Regions from separate parts of the Mus musculus genome. Here region 1 is linked to region 2. A link is a contact called in public Hi-C data. All regions are on one chromosome and are shown on one strand. The core of a region is the stretch at or near the end of the contact, and the rest is flanking DNA. Distances in the headings are between cores, read along the strand shown.

Region 1 (6,809 bases), core at 2,357-4,856, 190 kb before region 2:
TTCCCCTTTTCTAAACCCAGAATCCCCATCTTCCTACAGGTCTCCTTCTGTGGCTGTGAGCATTAGTACAGACCTAAGGTGGCCTGCCGAGGAAAAGCCCCTGTGGAGCTTGCTTCTATGTTAGGAGTGGGTCAAGAAGATAGCTGTGCCCATGCTCAGTCAGAACCATTATACTCCAGAAGAGTTAGAGATGCTGTCATGGGCACGTACCAGGCCTGCAGGAGAGCCTTGCTGTGAAAGGTCTAGGTTATCCTTCAGGCAAAGAGAGCTTAGGACTTGGCTCTGAGGGTGTGTGTGTCAGGCTGCTGCAAACTCACCTGGTGGCTCTAGCCAATCACTTGGCCGTGTAGCCTCAGCCTTTTCCTTGGACTGGATTAATGCGCCACAGGAACTCTGCTGGCTGTGTCATTCAGGAGATTTGTTCCAAACCTCCCCGTGTGTCTGATTATGTTTTTGTGTTTTCCATAGCTCACTTTAGTGCCAAGGAGGCTGGGGACCTATCCACGCTTTTTGATGTTGGTGGCATCATAGGTGAGGCCCTGTCCTTTTGTCCTGGCATGCTGTCTTTTATTTTGCTTCTATGCAGAGGTACAGAAAGAAGGGACAGCTGGCCATGATCTGGGTAGAGAGCGAAAGCCTCCTAATGTATTCTCATTTCTGTTCCTGCTAGACTGGGTGGGCCTAAGAAAAGTGATCATTGCTCTGTGGTTTCTTGGAGTGATGGGAACAGGGGAAGACTGCAGAGGGAGGTGGTGATTCTTAAGGCCAGCCCAGCACTGGGCAGCAGATGAGGAACAGCACGTAGTGTCAAAGACAGCTTGCGAGTGAGCATGTGTTTCAGGTGGCATCATGGCAGGGCTCATCAGCGACTACACCAATAGCAGGGCCACCACTTGCTGCATCATGCTGATCTTGGCTGCTCCCATGGTACGTTCAGTCTCAGCATGCATATGCTTGGGATCAGGTGTCTAGGGCCTGGATGGACCCATGTATCCATCCCTATATTTGCCTGCACAGCTATGTCTTTCTTCATGTGTATGTATATTCCTGGGCACATGTAGAGACAGAAAAATGAGAGTCAGCAGAGGACCAGGCTCTGTGAAAAGAGACCAGGATTAATAATCCCGGAATGGGATTAGTGATTATCTCGCCTTGGTGGGGAAAGGAAACACCAGCCGTGACATTTTTTGAGCAAGGAATAATGAAGAGATTGAGGATAGACACAAAAGATGTTTGTGGGAGAGGGGAAATTAGAGAGCCATGCATGCCTGTAATCCCAGGATTTGGGAGGTAAAGGCAGGGGGAATCAGGAGTTCAAAGTCTTCCTCAGCTACAGAGTGAGTTTCAGGAGACCCTGGGTTGCATGATTCTCATTTCAAAACCATAAGAAAAATAAAAGGAAATTAGAGATTACCATAGTTAGACCATCTATTGAGACACATAAAGACCTGAGAAGTGCAGATGCACAAGGCGGGAAAAGCAAGTGATATGTAGAATTCCAGAGCAGGCGGGGACGAGTCCAGGCCCAGGTCTCACCCAGCAAGAGGAAAACATGTCCTTCTTTCTTCAGATGTTCCTGTACAACTACATTGGCCAGAATGGGATAACCAGTTCCATAGGTGAGGAGGTGGTGCGACTCTCACCTGGTCACTAGTGACCCTCTCTCTGGGGAACTCCATGTCATGGGTGTGGAGCCAAGGGCAAGGAAGTCACTTGCTATGGACTTGGGGCTGCGCACAGCGCCTCATCTCTAATAATGCCATCTCTGCTGTCTTCCTAGTGATGTTAATTATCTGTGGGGTCCTGGTCAATGGCCCTTACGCACTCATCACGACAGCGGTCTCTGCTGACCTGGTGAGTGGGCCACTTGTGGGCACGAGGCTGGTCTGAGGGCGTGGTCAGGGGCTCTGTCTGCAAGTCCATTCTCCCTTCTCCCGTTCCCACTCGTTGTCCTGCAGCACCTCTACGGGCTCTTTCCTTTCAACCTCAGGGCCCCATCACCACCCACCTCGAGCTAGCTTTCTCCCAGCACTGCTCTTCCCGGGTGGCTTTGCTTAGCTTGAGCTATCCCACTTTACTCTGTCTCCCCAGGGCACACATGAGAGCCTGAAGGGTAACGCCAAGGCCCTCTCCACTGTCACGGCCATTATCGACGGCACTGGTTCCATAGGTTTGTTACTGGTTTGGGCTCCTGGCAGCTGAACCCCTGCCTTGTTATGGGTGGACCCCCTGTGCACCACCGAAGGTGGTGGGGGAAGGTGTGTATGTTTCTTTCATGAGACTGTTCTGTATAGGTGCGGCTCTGGGGCCCCTACTGGCCGGGCTCATTTCCCCGACAGGCTGGAACAATGTGTTCTACATGCTCATCTCTGCCGACGTCTTGGCTTGCTTGGTAAGAGTTCTTGGGCTACACAGATGTCAGTTGGGGAATGCTTTATGTGTACAGACTGGAACTCTGGTATAAAGCAAGCACTGGGACTCCTGGGGTGGAGAGAATGGCAGCTGCCCTTTGCTCAGAATTACTTCCTCCTGTGAGGAGTGCTCTTCCACTAACTTCTCAGCCACCTGTCCCATGGATCAGCTGAGCCTGGAAGCTCACAGTGTCTTCCCTTCCCTTTCTACCTCGAACCCCCACAGCTCCTCTGCAGGTTGGTGTACAAAGAGATCCTGGCCTGGAAGACGGCCTGCGGCAGAAGCAGTGGGTGAGTTTCCTACAGTGGAAGCCATTCTCCTAACCTCACTTCTAGGACTCAAGCCAGGGCTCAGTTACTCCATGCCGAGTCTGTGCTGGTCCACTGTGGGCCTCAGGAACCCTGAAGCAGCGCCCCTTGATGTGCTGTTGGACCCCATCCCACTCCGGAACTACTAACCTTGCCTCTGTTGTCCCCGTGTGTCTCCATAGCTCTAGTCTGGCCCTAACCCACCCGCGATAGTATTTTCCTCAAGTCCCATGACTTTTGTGAGTATTTTCTTCAAGTATGACTAATACGCCATCGGAATGTGGGCTGCATGGGAATCCGCTCCTCTCCTGCGTGTGATTTCCCTCCTGCCCGCCAGCTTTCTCTGTTTCCTTGGGAGCCATACCTGGAGATTCAAGCTAGTCAGAGCACGGTGCTTGGGACCTATTTCTCAGGGGATCTGAGATGCTACAGAGGGCTTTGAACACACCCGCAGGGCAAAGGGGCCAGAGATCTGGAATCTTTTCTTCTCTGAACTGAGGCAGAGCTGCAGATGCCTCCTAAATGTCAGAAATCATCTGACCCCTTTGCCTGGGCTGTGTAGAAAAGGGCAACTACCAATCAAAGCCTCCGGAACAAATTGCAAACAGTGCTTAATCCGGTGTGGTTTCTGCCTGGTGTCCAGAGGTGGTGGGTGTGGGAGTCGCAGAGGTCAGTGACTGAGTCAGAGGCTGAGGTGCTGGTGACTGGGTGACTGTCCCTGGGGCCTTTCTGGCTCTTCAGGCAGAAGCGTCTTACTAAGAAAAGGAGCTGGCAAAGCCTGGACCTGGGCTGGATGGTAAATGTGAAGAACCATCTCCTGGGGTCATGGTAGCCCACACGGTCTGGGGAAGCGCTTGCACTTTAAGAAGCGTCACACAGGCAGGGAAGCAGGAAGCAGGGGTGCATGTGCAGGCATTCACAGGGTCTGCCCCGCCCCGCCCTGCCCTGCTCTGGAGGACGGGAGCAGGGGACTGGACAGCATGAGTTTTCTCTGTTCACCTACATTCTCTGGGCTAGGCTTGAAGGGAGCCAGGAAGAGAAAGAAAAGCAGAAAGGGAGAAAAGTATGTAGTGATCTGGAGTGGAGGCCAGGCTCACCTCCCTGTGGCTCACCTCTTAGCCTCCTTGAGAGGCAGGTATTCTCATTTGAAGTGAGGAGCCAGTCCTGGCAGAACCTAAAGCGGAACCCAGGTTTGTGGAGGTAGCTTGTCTTTCTGGGCACTGCAGCTCTCCCAGGCTGGTTCTTCCTGGCAGGCCCATTAAGAAATGGCTGGGACAAGGAGAGCTCTAGGCTGAGAACCTGAAGTCCCTGAGGTTCTTGGTTTCTCTGTACACTCACCTCTATCTAAGACCTTGGCAGACTCCTCAGGCTCTGCATCATTGAACATAATGGGGGTGTTTTCCTCAAATGCCTGTCAGGGTTGGTCTGAGGCACAGAGAGAATGAGATAGGGAGTGATGCTTTTTGTGAAGTGGCCAAATGTGGCAGAAACACTTTGTTTCCCATATTATTCTGGCTTGTTAGTGCCTGCCCAACAAGTAAAGGGGAACCCTAATTACGAACAGTAGACATGAAAGGCAGAAGCTTATTAAGTTGTGGCTTACTTTCTCTTCCATCCCACCCTCTGTTCATGCAGGTACAAACAAATTTGAGGCCTCAATTGGAAGAGCAACATGGGCCACCCCTGCTGGGTACCCAACTTATGAGCAAGAGAATGGAAGCTTCCATCACAGGGAGAGGCAAAGCCTCCTGATCTAACTGGTCTAGCCCCAAGCTACATTGCCACTAAGGAAGGGTACAGAAAACTCTATGGGAAGGGGCTGCTGAGCACCAAGCATGGGAACATGGCAGACTTCAAGGCCTGAGCTCTGGGAACTGCAATCAGAAGGAATGGGCTGAAAGCAGAAAGGAAGGACAGGTTCAGACTCTTGCTTGTTTGGATTCCAAGGCCTGGAAAAGGTGCATCTCTCCTTCCCATGTTAAATTATAAACCTCTGTAATTATCCTGTACCTATGAGGGATTTCACCTTGTTTCAAAGGTGCTGGGCCTCTCTCTCTCTCTGTTTCTGTCTCTGTGTCTGTCTCTGTCTATGAACTATTCTTTCTGTATTTCTCCAAGTAGGACCCTGTTGATCTATCCTCCACTCGATCCTGTTGATAACTCAGCCACTTTGAAGCATTAGTGCTGCCTTTGCAGAGTCAAGGCTTGGATGGGGTACGGGAGCTGTCATAAGTACTAAATGTAGGGGAACTTGCTCTCGGGCTCTTGACCGTGTCCACCCTCAGAGCCCAGTACCTTCCTTGCCTCACTCTTAAGATGCCTCAGTGGATGAAGACATCAGGGTCAGTTTGGTGAAGACTAAGGTGTTGTATACAACTGCAAATGCCAGTGTGAATTAAGCACTGGGTGCTCAAGTCATGACAGCTGTCCTTTAAGAACAAACAGGAAGTGGCTATGGGAAGAACTTAACCCTGAACATAGGTGCCAAGTTTAGCAAGAAATGAAGATACCACTGGAAACATCTGCGTAACTGCTACTGAGCAGTTGCTAGGAGACACCTTGCAGCCACCCTCTGCCTGGTGTTCTGATGCCCCTTCCTTCCGCTCTTGAGTCCTGGTTCACGACATGCCAGGCTGACTCCTGGCATTTCCGCCTGACCTCTAAGCTGCCCATCAGCACCAATACAGATTTCCTTTGCCAACTGTGCCACTGCTTATCCTTGGTAGGGCCTGGCATAGCAGCAGCCATGGGGCTCGTGAGGGGCAGTAAAGCATTGTCACATGAACAACAAAGATTGGTGTTCTGGGGCTGCGACAGCTGTCTTTCCCAGAGGGCATTGCTCATGACATTGATAACACTGTGCAATCCAGCAGGAGCCTAGACCCCCATACAAGATACATCCATTGCATTTACTAGGATGTTGTGTCAGTCAGTGTGTTAGCTAGATACACTGGCCTCAGCAATAAAATATAAAGCTCACTTGCCTGGTTCTCACTTTAGTCCTGCAGGAAGCAGTCAGTCAGGCACATCTTATCCTCAGGACCTGGTACAGGGCAGGGGCTGGCACATGGTAGTCTGCTCAGTGTTCACAAATCCCTCAAGACCAGAAAGACTGACCTTATGTGGAAAGGACAGACTTTAAGGCAAAGCTGTGTTACTTCTGTAGGCCACTAGATGGTGATAGCATCCCGTAGTAGAGTCCAGGGCAGGCAGGGTTGCTATTCCTTCCTCTGCAGAGAAGGAAGACTCTGCTTTCCTGACACAGCCTCTTGAGAGATCAGTGTGGGAGGAGTGGTTCTAGGAGGTCTTCTCTATCTCAGCCTCATTACTTACCACATTCTTCCTGTCTCCTCATCTACACAGGGGAATAACATTGCTCAAGGCATGGGACTGGTGTGAAGGGAGATAAGTGTTAGTCACACTTGCTGCTCTTGTCTCCTTTGCAGAGAAGACAGACTATGAAAATAGAAACAACACAAGCTACAAAGCAATGACCTCAGTTGAGGGCTACATCATTCATTAGTTCAGACCTGATGCGACAGGACTGGTGGGCAGGGCCAGTAGGGGCGATCCTGGTGGCTTCACGTGTGACAGTATTTGAAGGAAGAATCCAAGGGCCTTGGATGATCAATATGAAAAGGCAGTGAGAAGCAGAAGACAGAAGAAGCTAATATAAATCTTGTCATGCTGTCCTATGCTGGGATAAGGACCAGAGCATGGACACACGCACACATGCACTCCAGGCAGGCAAGAGAGTCATTAGAAAGCTTCAAAAGATTTGTGAGAGCCCAGAGCCAGGCTTCAAAAATGAAGGCTTAGGCTGGAGGTGTAAGAAGAGGGTTGGAGAAAACCCCAAAGGCTGAGGATCACCACCCCCATGGACCGTTCTGCACTCGCTTGCCAGGCCAGGTTCTCTGCACCCTCCTCATCCCCCCAACACGCCAGCTCTGCGCACAGTTTGTTCACTAGAGGCCTGGTACCTGTCTTCTCTCAGGCCTCTGCACTCACACGGGGCTAATGCAGGAACATTACCTTAATTAGTTATTCATTTAATTTAACTTCACATTTGGTCTCAATTAAGCTTAAAAT
Region 2 (7,628 bases), core at 2,311-4,810:
CTGGCCTCAAACTCAGAAATTCGCCTGCCTCTGCCTCCTGAGTGCTGGGATTAAAGGAGTGCGCCACCACACCCGGCTTTTGCCTTTTGGCTTTTCTGTATTTGAGAAAGGAGCTGTTTTGGAGCCCTTGGTGGTAAAACATTTTATCCCCCGCAATGTGTCAGGACTGAAGTTATTCTCCTAGTGTCTGATACAGTCATCAGGCACTTCGCAGACCTGGGCCAAAGTCCTAACTCAACATCTCTCCGGCTATCTCATTTCTTTCTTACTTCATCTAAAACTGTCAAAACACCAGAGGGATGCTTATGTGTTGTGTCTGGAGTACCAAATGTCCCCATGTGCTTGTATGTGTGTTCCTGTGTGATTGTGGATTTCACTCTTGTCCTGGGATGGTACCCTTAGGAATCAAGAGATGGGTTCAGAAGGATACACTGGTCCTGGAGGCATGATGGGAAAGGACTTGTGATGGTAGCTGGTCCTTCTTAGGTACTCATGCCCATTATTTGGTGAGAACTTCTCCTTCCCTTTCAAGATGGGCGGGGCTCTTTCAGTTGTGAGAAAGAAGGGTCTGCGTAGAGGAATCCTCCAGTCTCCAAACAGGGGTGATTACACACTCGGCTCTTTTCACTGAAAGGGACAGCCTAACTTATGCTGGTAACTGGGAGAAGAGATACCAACTCCAAATATCTCTTAGGGCCTGAGCCACAGCTCGGTGTCCACTACAGTGAGATTCCCTACCCAGCTTCTTGAAGAAGGGAGCTTGAGTGTGTGAGCATGTGTGTGTCACCTTCTCTGATTTATAGATACGTGAGTGAATCAGTAGGCACAGGAGGAAGAGTGGGTAGGGGTACGGAATTGCCTGAGATCAGAGGCCTCATTAGGAGAAGGACCTAATCAGCATTATTTATGAAGGTGTTCCGGGTAGGAATCTGGCAAGTGGTGTGTGAGTGTGTGTGTGTCTGTATTTGGGGGTGGCGAGGCTCTGTCTGAGATGGAGAGAGAAAAGGACAGAATACTTTAAAGCCTAAGGGTCCGAGAGCTGTTAAGTCTTAGAACTTACTCAAAACTGCTCTTGTTTGATTCTCTGGACCCAACCCAGAGTCTCTGAGGTGAAATGGGGAGTGAGGACATGGTGAGGCATTCAGGTTCCTATGCCTACGTGGTTCTGATAGCTTGGGACCCCACACACAGTAGCCACAGTTAAGGAGCATGCTTTAATCCAGTCTCCCTTCTTCACTGCCTGCTGCTTTGGAGGCCATGTGCTGTGCGAGCCACATTGAGACCGTGGAAGGAGTTCTGATATAGGGAGAGTTTGGACCTTCTGGAACGCAAGGTTTGCCCGTGTGAAATGAAAGTTTGACTCAGTGGTCCAAGGTGTGTGGGAAAGAGCTTCAGTAAGAAATGCAGACATTGATGTTTGCTCACCAGCTTCTGCAGACTAGAGCAGGGGCAGAAGCTGGCCCTGTACCCAGGTCAGCACTGGCTCATGGTGATAGGACAGCTTATAAAATGTATTCAGCTTTAGACTAAAATACCTGTGAGGGCAGAGGGGCCTCCTGGCTGCATGTGACAAAAAAGTCTCTTGCTTGGAGGAGTCCTCAGTTCGGTGTGGATCTAACATGTTCAAGACCTGGGCAGGCATTTTAAATGTACAACTTGGCTGCATCATCTCAGGACTTCGTGGTCTTCTTGGGGCAGGGCTGGAGGGCAGGAAATGGCCTCTGGTTCCATCAGTCACTCTGGCACCAGAAATCCAACAGCAGTAGCTTTCCAGAGGGGAGCTAGGGGTGGAGGCAGTTTCACAGCAGGTGTCACAGGAGGGGGGGGGGCAGGGGCTACTGTCCTTGTTCTCTTTGTGACCCAAATGCTGCTAAAGCTGGTCCCAGGCACAGTGACCGCCAAGTGCCCCCATGGGAGGAGAAGGATGAAAGAGATGGGAAATTCTCGTAAATTTTTAATCTGAAAAATAAAGAAAGTGTGAATTAGAATTAATGCAGGTATTAAATATTTAAAGTTTCTGTACTCACTTTCATTTTTAACATATTCCTCGCTCAAAAGCCTCCATAACGCTTGTCAGATTTGTTCTCAAGATGTCCCCGGCTCTCCACCTCCCCCCAGGCCCAGCCCCAAAGTTCGAATTCAGGTATTCATCATCTTGATGGAAATTTTCATTTTATTTCTCCTACAGGAACCATCTGATCTCTCTCTCTCTTTATATTTATGCTTTCTCTATATGGCAGCATAAATAATTAATGCCATTATAAACACATCCTATGCAAAATATTTATTAGAAAAAATAACTCTTTAATTTGGCATGTCATTTAATTCCAATCATAGCATACAGGCTACAATTAAAGGCAGGGCTGGGAATCCAGCCTGACTGCTAACACTTGCACAGGTAAAACAAAATCTCCCACACTGAAGACCCTTGGACTTTTGATTGTTTTTTTTTTGTTTGTTTGTTTGGTTGGTTGGTTTTTTAAGCTTGTATTCATTTGAATGATGGAAGCTGGTGGCTTCAATTATCCAGTGGGAGTGGGGCTGAAAGTGAGTGCGTGGAAACAAGGCAGGGATTCACGTCAGTCTTCTCTAGAATGGCAGGCAGGGCTGTTGTGGGTCCGTTCAGTACTTGGTGGCATGCATCTGAAAGGCTGCTGAACATTCAGACTTGGGCCCTTTGGTACACCTTCACAGGACCAGATCATATAGTTGGAATCCTAATGGGTCCTCACAAAGGCCTGGTGCGATCAAAAAGAGTTTCCTAGAGTTGGGTTTCATGCATGTATTCATTTAACAAATATTTATGGCGTGTTCTACGTGTGCTGGGCGTTGTGGTAAGTACTGAAAATGTAACAATAAATAAGATGGGGGGTGGAAGTGAGAATATGCAGTTCCTGAATATTTTACCATTGCCTCTGTTCAGCCGCCCTTTTCAGCCGAACACACTTCCTGTCTATCTTCAGGAATCTATTAGTGCGGCTCCACCCCCAGGTTTTAAGAAATCATGGCTAATATTTGAGTAACTCAGTGTTCCTAGTTTTATGGATTCCCATGGGCCACAACCTCGCCAATAACACTACAGCTACCACCACCCACTCCTCCCTGGGAAGGATCCTGAAAACCATGTGACTCTATCCACATTCCTCTCTCCTGGCTGCAGTGTGGTCCTCCCTCTGCAGTTAGGGGAAGTTTCTTTGGGAAAACGGTTGAATCTACCATGACATATTTCACCATGAGTCACCTCCAGGGCCCAGACTCTGAAGGTTTGATTTCAGTTTTAAAATGGCATTTTCTGCCCTTTCCTCCCTTTAACTATCTTCTGTCAGTGTCCCCAGACCTGACATCATCCAGTGTGTATTCTCAATCTTAAAAGCCATCCATCTACTTGTGGCCCAGATTCTTGATAATTTTTTCATGTGGCAGAGACTAATGAGGAACAACTCATGGCTTGAAAAAAAAAAAGTCTTTTACAGCTAACACGTTGCCAGTCTGTTATAACTTCACTGAGGATGAAATTAAAACAAATGGTGAGTCTCATGTCTCCAAAAATAAGATAATGGGAAGAAATGTGGAACTCGAAACTAGCACCTTGTTCCTTCCGGGTCGTGGACTTATGGAGCAGGGCCAATGTCTACTTCACTGTTGCTCTCTCTCTCTCTCTCTCTCTCTCTCTCTCTCTCTCTCTCTCTCTCTCTCTCTCTCTCTCCTCCTTCCTTCCTTCCTTTCCTCCCTCCTCATCCTTTTCCTCCTCCTCTCCCTCCTCCTCCTTTTCTTCTTCCTTCTTCTATTGAGACAAGATCTCACTGTGGCCTTGATCTCAGAGATATACCTGCCCCTACCTCATGATCAAAAGCCTGCATCTTTACAACTCTTCCAGGGCTGGCTCCTTACATAGCTGAGGGTGACCTTGAACTTTTTTATCCTCTTGCCTCTACCTCTCAAGTGCTAGGATTATAGGTAGCTGTATTACCATGCCTGTCTATTGCCGAGAGAGGTTGATGTTTGACCTGAGAGGTCTTCATGTATATCAGGTACCATCACTTGGTTGGAACCAAAGATGCTTGGCTTCAGCTTAGGTGACACCTAAGATTCTTCAGGGATCATGTCTATGGCTCCACCTCTGAGCCTTTCAGGGGAGCTGATGATCCTATCTAGGGATTTGTAGCCCTTGCCATTTCCTGTTTATCGGGACAGCCACAAGACTAGGTCCTGCCCAGGATCTAGGATGTATTCTGACCTCCTTTATTAAGAAGGTGGTCAAGAGCTCTGTATTAGTCTTCTTGGCCATTTTCCTCTGCTTTCAAAAGCTATGCTTCTGCCTTACTTTTAAGACCAAGATGCCATTTGTACACTATTTTAATATGATAAGACATTTAGAATCATTCTCTGGGGTCCAAAGAGATAGATATGCCTCATCAGTCAGGCATGCCAATTGCTCTATCAGAGGACTGGATTTTGGATCCTGACACCCACATCAGAGAGCTTATACGTGAAAGTCTAGCTCCAAAAGATACATGTCCTCCACTGGCACCCACATACATATTATGCATCCACATACACAGAGGCACATACACATAAATTAAAAACAGACAAACTGTGCCAAACCAGAATAGTGCCTGGACACAGTCCTTGATAATTCTTTCTTTATTGGATCTCCTTGGCCTTTGTTGCTCTGTCACTGTATGAGTCAGCCTCCATCCAAGTCAGAGCACTAATGTGGTTCTGCTCCCAGCCACTGCTCCATTCACTCATTCACTCTGTATTGAGGAGGTAACCACATCTCAGGACACTGTGCTGGGCACTTGGGTTTCAGGGCAGACTGAGCCCCTTCTTTCCAGAGGTTCTGATTTCCATTCTGTTAAGCTTTTCAGTGAGTGTCACGTTAGCTATAAACTGATGGTGTGTTTAAGAAACAGGAATATAAGCCTTATAAAAAAGTGCTGCCTCTGTGGGACTCTTTTCAGCTCATAGCTCAAGGCTGTTTCTGACTCTGCTTAGTACTCAGCCGAGAAATGACCTAACTCAAAAGGATCCATGGTGAGGCCTGATCTCTGATAGGAAGCCACCTCTGCCCCATCCTCTGTGACAAATGCAAGTTCATGTCTTTTGGCTTGGTTAATAAAACCTGCTCTTGCTTTTCCTAATGTCCAGTGCCTGGAGTGGCAGGGCCATAGCCGGTAAGTGTTACAGTGACAAACCAGAGAACATCATCAGCCTGGAGCCACCAAGCACCTTTTATTGAACTCGACAAATATCCAATAACCCAGGCCTCTGGCATCTTCTCCTGGAATATTTGATACAAACTGAATGGAGGCTTGAAGGGAGGGGCCTTTCAAATACAGAAAAATGTTGTACCTCTGAGTCTCAAAGAACAGAATGGTATAAGGACAGTTATGGAGGTCCTTTTTGTAAGCCTGACTCAATATGATCGATTCTGAATATTTAAGTACTTGATCTAATGGATGAATAAAAGTAAAAAATCTAAACAACCAGTTATTAATTACCTAGGTCAGCCCATGCACACATGATTTTAGGGAATATTCATCTCAACTCAGGTGGAGTCTGTTGTCCCAGTTTAACAGCTTAGGTGACTGACACACAGTGAGGAGACAATCAGGGTTTAAGCTCAGACCTTTCCTTTGTGTCTCTTGTTCCTTTGACTGTTCTTTTTCTCTGGTGAATGCCCTTTCTCCACAATGAAGAGGATCTAGGCCTTGTTCTCCAACGGAACTAGAGCAAGCATTAAAGAGACTGGTTTTAAGCTTAAATTCTGTCAAGTTAAAAAGGATGCAGAGATAACTCAGATTTTCTTCGCAAGGCATTCCTTATTGTTCCCCAATAAGTGCCTTCAGTATGGGGCCTTGGATACTCAGCAAAGAGCAATGAAGAATCCAATGCTCTGGAAACAGTTTCCAGGAGTGAGGGATTGGGCTACTTCTGTGGCCTTCTGCTTCTCTGTTTCTTCAGTCTGACCCCAGTAAGGTTGGGAACCTTTATGAGAGGCCAAGCCAAAGGTCCTAGACGTCATTGCCCATCACGTACATGCTATAGTCTTAGATATGAGACTCTGCAGCCTGTCTGCCTGAAAGCACACCCAGCATCTCAGGAGCCCAGATGAAAGGCAGTAGGAAAGCCAGGAGACAGCCAATAAAGTGGGCAGATTCCCCAGATGGGGCTCAGGCCACTGTGGGTGTTTACCTTGATAGCCCAGTGTGCTTCTTGACACTTGAAGTTCTCCCAAAGGCCCAGGGGAGGAGCTGAAAATATCCCAGGCAATATGAAAATGAATAAGGGCTCAGCAAACAGAGCCCAGCTTCTGAGCAAACAACTGAAAAGGCAGGCAGGCAGGTGAAGCAAGGAGAGTGGAGGCTGCTAAAGGAGAGCTCTCAACAGGAAGAGTTGAGGGAATGCAAGTCAGGACATGATGTGGCTCCCATTGTCCTTTGTCCAAGATGCCCTTTCTGCCAAGAGAGACACAAAGGAAATAATTCTCAGCCTTGGGATAGATAGAGAAATGTTGACAGAAAGTACCTCGTGATCTATTTTTTTTTTCCATTTTATTTTACAGATAAGATCATATGTGACCCAGGTAGTCTAGAATGTTCTCTGAGTTGGAGATGACTTAGAAGGGATCTGCCTAGCCTCTGCCTTTTAAGAACTAGGATTGCAGATGTGTGCTATCATTACCTGGCTTTTTCTACCATATTTCTGCAACAGAAAGGAATTTGGAAGCAAGAAAGACATAAGCACTGTGCCTTCCTATGAATTGGGAGGACTGTCTAAACCTAATTGTCACTATATGACTTTGAGTAGGTACATCTCTTAGGGGAGGATGTTCTATAGACTCCCAGGGTTGTAGCAGCCCAAACTTACCCCACCTGGATCTACTTCCTTACTAGAACTGAGAGTTGGACACTCATTTGGGGCTGTATGCTTTCACAATGCTAGTCCCAGGCACTGCTCCATGGGGCAGCGTTTCATAAAACCATGACTTTCTGTTTGCTTGTGTTTCTTCCTGTTGTCTTTTTTATTATTATTTTATCAAAATAGCAATCATACTGTACAGCATTCACTGCTCTGGGAATGTAGACAGGGCTTTGTGAGCAAGCCACACAGCATGGGATAGACTGTAGGCTGTAGCAAAGAGGCTTTGAGCCAGATCTGGCCAGAGACCTCGTGGGTGGTGGTCCTCCTGGCTGCTCTCTTGGCTGCTAAGCTTCTTCATCAAATACCCTAGGGCTAGGACAGATGAATGAGTCTGTAGGGACTGTTAGGATAAATGGAAGCCCTTGCTTTTCTCTGATTATAGAACAGACCAGTTTTGGAGCTCAGAGACAGGGTTGGCAGCACAGCTAGCTGCAAACTGCCTCATCCAGGCAACAGGTAAAGTGTTCAAGGTTTGTTATAGAAAGAGAGACTAATGCTGAACAAGACAGAGTACCTGCTATCAAATATACCACAGTCTAACAGTGGAGGAGGAAGGAGAATAAACAAAGAAAACAATGTAGAAATAAGAAGAGTCTAGGTTTCAGTAGATGTGGCAAAAAAAGTTTTGTAGCAGAGTGCCTAGGCTAGAGGTTGGAAATTCTCTCTGAGAATGAGATGCAGGGACTGAAGGGGGTGAATGA

What was found. Hi-C and Micro-C count contacts between places; a contact is called where the count stands out from the background.
Region 1: a Hi-C map of embryonic fibroblasts shows a contact between it and region 2, with 2.1 times the contacts expected there. The contact joins two enhancer-like sites. A contact is called at or near these places in 2 of 15 datasets of contacts at CTCF or cohesin (large pre-B cells and pro-B cells), 49 of 484 Hi-C or Micro-C datasets (the AML12 cell line, B cells, the C2C12 cell line and 30 more), 5 of 115 datasets of contacts at active chromatin or transcription factors (bone marrow-derived dendritic cells, double positive thymocytes, embryonic stem cells and 2 more) and 1 of 9 other capture datasets (embryonic stem cells).

Annotation. Positions count from the first base shown.
Region 1 is chr9:37,229,203-37,236,011 of GRCm38.p6, reverse strand. It overlaps Slc37a2 (solute carrier family 37 (glycerol-3-phosphate transporter), member 2), which reads left to right. Exons shown (of 19, transcript NM_001145960.1): 11 at 469-531; 12 at 842-927; 13 at 1,571-1,619; 14 at 1,781-1,854; 15 at 2,092-2,170; 16 at 2,295-2,392; 17 at 2,638-2,702; 18 at 2,903-2,959; 19 at 4,356-6,809. The coding sequence ends at 2,933. Among named protein-coding and RNA genes, the nearest start is that of Slc37a2, 23 kb to the left of the region's middle. Within about 2 kb of position 3,606, at least 64 of the 459 cell types and tissues checked have an H3K27ac peak or open chromatin away from gene starts, as enhancers often do. A contact at or near this core is called in the C2C12 cell line and embryonic fibroblasts, where this site is marked.
Region 2 is chr9:37,043,178-37,050,805 of GRCm38.p6, reverse strand. All of the region lies in intron 2 of Pknox2 (Pbx/knotted 1 homeobox 2), which reads left to right. Gm34538 (a long non-coding RNA gene) reads right to left here. Exons shown (of 7, transcript XR_003948122.1): 3 at 1,536-1,959. Among named protein-coding and RNA genes, the nearest start is that of Gm34538, 9.7 kb to the right of the region's middle. Within about 2 kb of position 3,560, at least 39 of the 459 cell types and tissues checked have an H3K27ac peak or open chromatin away from gene starts, as enhancers often do. A contact at or near this core is called in the C2C12 cell line and embryonic fibroblasts, where this site is marked.